Regions from separate parts of the Danio rerio genome. Here region 1 is linked to region 2. Evidence: chromatin contacts called from public Micro-C data. All regions are on one chromosome and are shown on one strand. The core of a region is the stretch at or near the end of the contact, and the rest is flanking DNA. Distances in the headings are between cores, read along the strand shown. Region 1 overlaps mef2aa (myocyte enhancer factor 2aa). Region 2 holds the start of mef2aa (myocyte enhancer factor 2aa).

Region 1 (2,700 bases), core at 154-2,653, 150 kb after region 2:
GTGTAAACGGGGCCTTTGATAGCTTTTGGGCTGGAAAAAAGTGATGGCTACACTGATTGTAATTTAATGTAGTTTATAGTTTGTAGCTGTCCTTCAAACCAATTTGTACCACACAATTGTCAGCAAGAAGTGTTTAATAATTTCAAATATAGCTGGTATGTTTTATATATATATATAAATATATATATATATATATATATATATATATATATATATATATATATATATATATATATATATATATATATATATATATATATATATATATATATATATATATATATAGTTAGTTTAAATTTATTAGCCCCCCTTTGAATTTATTTTCTTTAAATATTTCCCAAATTATGGTTAACAGAGCAAGGACATTTTTACAGTTTATTTTGGCTAGAATAAAAGAATAAACACCATTTTAAGGACAAAATTATTAGCCCTTTTAGGCTAATTTTTTCTTTCGATAGTCTACAGAACAAACCATCGTAATACAATAACTTGTCTAATTACCCTAACCTGCCTAGTTAACCTAATTAGCCTAGTTAAGCCTTTGAATGTCACTTTAAGCTGTATAGAAGTGTGTTGAAAAATATATAGTCAAATATTATGTACTGTCATCATGGCAAAGATAAAATAAATCAGTTATTAGAGATAGGTTATTTAAACTATTATGTTTAGAAATATGACGAAAAAGTTTGCTCTCTGTTAAACTGAAAACAGGGAAAACATAAACAGGGAGGCTAATAATTCAGGGGGGCTAATAATTCTGACCTCAACTGTATATATGATTACAATAATGAAAAAGATTAAACTATTTAACATTTTATGTACCACAAATGTTATCTGAAACATTGAAATAGACACTGTACTATTCATTAGTACTTAAATTCTCACTAGTATTCAGCTTCATTTTCTAGCCCTCATTTAGCTAGTGTTTACTTTTTCTCTCTTGTAAATAATCAATTAAAGCAAGTGGTCGACTGTGCCAATGAAACCAAGAAGATTGATGGGGCTATTGGACACACCAGCTCACATATGGATGAGTGTCTGAGGTGAAAGGTTAAGCACATCCTTGCTGCGAGGTCAAGCTCCTCAGTGATTTTAGTTTTTTCTCTAAGGAGTTTAAACTAACAAATAAACAACAACAAAAACATCATTATTCTCCCATACATTTGCTCTTCTTTTGTTTAGCACTGGAAGTCGCCCTACATTTACTTAATTGCAGCATCAAACAAACCCCATGGCCGTGAGGAATGGAAACGTTGTGTATTTAGTGCCAACAAATTTGACTTTTCATTTGAATTTGACTCTGAATTTGAATTTCCAGTTGTACTGCAAGTAACCCGAGGCAGCGTTTGGTTCACGCTTGGGTCTCTGAATTTGAATAAGTTAGTTTTGAAGGCACGTCCTGGTGAGAACGGCCCCACCTGCCTCTTTACTGACAGCATCATATGCTTTTTTTCTGTTGGAAGCAGTCAGAGGAGGAAGAGATGGAGTTGGTGAGTTTTACAGAATGCATTGGGAAGGCTGATAAGCTGTTTGATTTTTAAATCACACTACTTTAACTAGCAGAGCCGCACTCAGAGTCCACTGCTTGAGATGGAGATCGACTAAACCCACCATGAACTGGATGAACTCATCATGAGTGTGTGTGTGTGTGGAAGTCTGCATTGTGTGTGACTCAACACTGCATGTTTCGAGCCTTTTTAAGGAAGTTTAAAAGAATCACAGTATGTATGTGTAAGAGCTAAAGGAAAACTGTTGTGGGTGTTTTCAAGGAAGAACAAAAAGGAGAATGGTGCATCCACAGAAATGCAGTTATTAGTAATTATTTTATATTTCCCCAAGACCTCACCAATAAACCTGGTATTCATTTTAGTTTTGAAGCAACATAAAAGCTTGGAACAATCAAAGCAGAACACACAAATCCACATAAAACATTCTATTGCAGTCTACATTTTTGAGCATTACCCAAAATCTTATGCGCTTTTGCATTTCTTTGGCCTGGGCGGTGATTGCATTTTTTATTTATTTAATTTTTTTATTTCTATGATGATGTCGTTAAAATGGAGCAGAGGCCAAAATTATGTCATAAGTTGAGGAGTTTCACATAAGTCCTAAGTTTCTCTCGATTTACTTAAATTTACTGCAATAGGGTAAATATGTAATACATAATGATTGTAAATGGGTTTGAGTAAAATGCTACTATATTAATTTCATAACTTAAGGTAACTTTTGAAGGTAAACATGTATGTGAATTATGTAAAACGTGATATGTAAACACATAACAATTGTATTGTATTCTCTTTAAATATCTAAACAGATTGGAAAACATGACATATTTTTGTTATTTTATGCAAACAAACACACAAATAACTAAATAACTAACTAACTAAATAAATAAATAAATAAATAAATTTAACAAAATAATACATAAATAAAGCAAGCAGGTTTGGAAGAACTGTCAATAGTATTTTACAGAATAAATCTGAATAAAAAATAACAATTTACTCAACCACACACTATAAGTATCTATAAGTTACTACTACACATGCTCTAAATAACTGAGCATTTTGAAGTGATCTTTCATTTCCATTCCTGTATATTACATGATAAATCAGATTTATTATTTATATTACATATAATCTGTATCTAATAGCAACGTTGTTTTTAAAATGTGTGTCTCTGCGTGTGTCTGTGTATGTGTTT
Region 2 (2,700 bases), core at 34-2,533:
CTAGTATGTCATAATTAGGCCCATAATTAGGATTTTTCTGCAGATTTTTTAGCCCATCGTTAATTTTGTTTATTTACTAGAGTAAATGATACTCCCAAAATAATTCTTCAGAAATCCGCTTATTTTTACCAAAATTCTCCGCAGAAATAGCAAAAAATGTCCGCAAATTCCGTCTGGCCCTATTCATAATGCAACAATAGAGCTGAAATACATTCTAGTCATTTGAATGCACTAGTAATTAAAGTAAACTGTAAGTTACTGAGACCTTTATTTCAGAATGTTGATACTGAAACAATACTTGATACTTCCACCTGAAACTAAATGTTGAGTAGGAGGTGTGGCTTGTAGCAAACTAATGGTAAGAGGGGTGTGGCCATTAAATTGAAAAGGACTGCCACTCCAAACTTGGAATCAGATGGTCAGACTTTCACTGAAGATTATCAAACAATTTTTGTTTAATGATTTAACTTGCACTGATTCATTGTTCACCTTAAAGGCTAATTTATACTTCTACTTCAATCTGCGTATGGTCCGGTGCAGCCTTCACAAAGTCACATAACCCTCGCTGTGGCCGACGCTGAAGCACACCTCTCAAAAAATGTAACTACACGTTGCAATGACTCTTAGCACAAGCTCTGTGATTGGTCGTTTTGGTAGCAATGATGAGCGTGGGCAGTGCTGAGAGCCGCAAGACCGATAGAGCTGTTTACAAGTGTGAAGTCCCGTGAAGGTGCTCCAGATGGAAATGTTTGTTTTGTGTTCACCTTATGATTAAAGTTGTTGCACGCTAGTTTGAGCCTCTAAATGAGCAAGTTTTAGCTTCTTCGTTCAGAAAAAAACAAAATACTCCTGAAAAAACTCAACACAGAGGAACATAAAAACTTACTGCCAGTTAACTTTTCGCAGATGTTATTGTAGAGCAACACAAACAGCACAATGAAGTATAAATGCACAGCTACGTGCAGGGCAGGCACCATGGGTCACGCCGATCACCCAACGCAGAAGTAGGCTATAAACCAGCAAAATGACTTACAATGTGCACCGGCAAACAAACATTGTAAATCTTAATTTTACACAGACTGTCAGTAGGGATATTTTAAAACCACTAGGAGGCTTATTTGTGACAACAGAGCAGTTACAAGTAAAACTTAAAAAAAAAACTGGTAATTTCAGATCTTATTAATTGTAACACACAAGTAACAGTGGCCTATATAACATATGTTAAAACGGCTTGCCGTATGAGGTTGACTCCGTCTAGTTATCGTCATTTAGAGGAGGAGCTTATGTTGTGACAAGAGCGACTGCTGCTTCTTCTGAGTTTGTCAGCTCAGCTCCCGAAAATAGAAGCCGTGTGTCAATGTGACTGAAAATACATTTATGTCACAGTGTATCCACGGGAGTCACTGATACACAGTATCTATATACAGCGAGGGGGACCACGGAGAAAAAAGGTGAGTCGCAAAAATAGTAACAATGTTACACAGCAGCGGACTCAGAGAGAGGGAGAGAGAAGAGAGGAGGGAGTCGTGGAGTGAGATTGGATGAGCGCAAATTAAACGCGTTACAATTCGTTTGGGAAGCTTAAACATGTTTGTCATGTGCGTGTCTCAATGGTCGGCAACAAGCTCGAAGTGTTTTGTCCCGAGTCGTGCCTTCAGACTGAAGGACAACACTGTTTATCGTGCTCGTAATTCTCTGTAGAAGAGCTCGTGCGTGGTTCAGTTCACTTTGACACTTGGCAAATGTTGCGCCGAGTCTCTCATCATTGTTTCCCGGGCGTTGTTAAATGTCTTTGGAGGAGCTATTGAAAAAAGACCGATAGCTTATAATGGCGCTAAAGTAAAGAAATTTTGTGTATACTTAACTTTGGAAACCGTTAAGCTTTCACTCAGGGATATTCAGGATTCATTGGCTGAAAGGGTCACCTGCAGAAGTTCACAACTTGAGAATAGAGCTAGTTTACCTTCAGAACTTATGCGATTGAATTTTTGTTGATTCTAATGTTTCATTGTGTTGCTTTTGAACATGTTGACAGTCTGGTTAAAGTAGCACGTTGTATATATGTAATTCATTCTAACTTTGATTTTTGGACAGCACAGTTGTTTAAAGCACCAAAACTAGTTCTGACAACTAGAAGTGGTAGCGCAATTTTCGTAGACGTCAGAGGATGCAATTTGTGATGAGTAAATGTTTTACATTTTAATACACATTAAACACGCACTGTTTGCAGGGTTGAAATGTAGGGCATTGCCTCCGTAACTAAAGCACGTCCGATCACTTTATCAATCTATCGTATATCTTTGTCTTTTATCTATTAAAACTAACTTTAAAGTAATTTCGGACATTTTTCTGTCTGATATGGAGATGGTGCTGGTCTGTTAAGAAGTTTTGTTTAGTTGACATAACAGCAATAAGTGTCACATTGGTGAACCGTCTCAGATTTATTGGAGTCACACTATATGTTAGTGAATAAACTGAGACAAGTGTAAATTGATCCCATCAATTATATTATAATAGCTTTTCAATTGTGATTTAATGCTATTTGTGGGGTCACGCGGTTCTGTTACAAACAAGTGAGAGGTCTAGATATTGTGTGGTACATCATTGTGACTCATCTGCAAGGCCATTAAACTACAGCAGTGTTATTCAATTAAAATTTTTAGTTCATTTTAATTTATTTGTAGTATTATTGGATTTGAT

What was found. Hi-C and Micro-C count contacts between places; a contact is called where the count stands out from the background.
Region 1: a contact with region 2 is called in a Micro-C map of caudal fin, with 7 times the contacts expected there. The contact joins the enhancer-like site here to the promoter of mef2aa in region 2. A contact is called at or near these places in 3 of 18 Hi-C or Micro-C datasets (caudal fin, hematopoietic stem cells and an unstated tissue) and 1 of 4 datasets of contacts at active chromatin or transcription factors (caudal fin).

The regions. Positions count from the first base shown.
Region 1 is chr18:24,735,483-24,738,182 of GRCz12tu, forward strand. All of the region lies in intron 7 of mef2aa (myocyte enhancer factor 2aa), which reads left to right. Among named protein-coding and RNA genes, the nearest start is that of mctp2a, 20 kb to the right of the region's middle. Within about 2 kb of position 1,404, at least 3 of the 62 cell types and tissues checked have an H3K27ac peak or open chromatin away from gene starts, as enhancers often do. A contact at or near this core is called in caudal fin, where this site is marked.
Region 2 is chr18:24,584,702-24,587,401 of GRCz12tu, forward strand. mef2aa (myocyte enhancer factor 2aa) reads left to right here and starts at 1,284. Exons shown (of 10, transcript NM_131301.2): 1 at 1,284-1,451.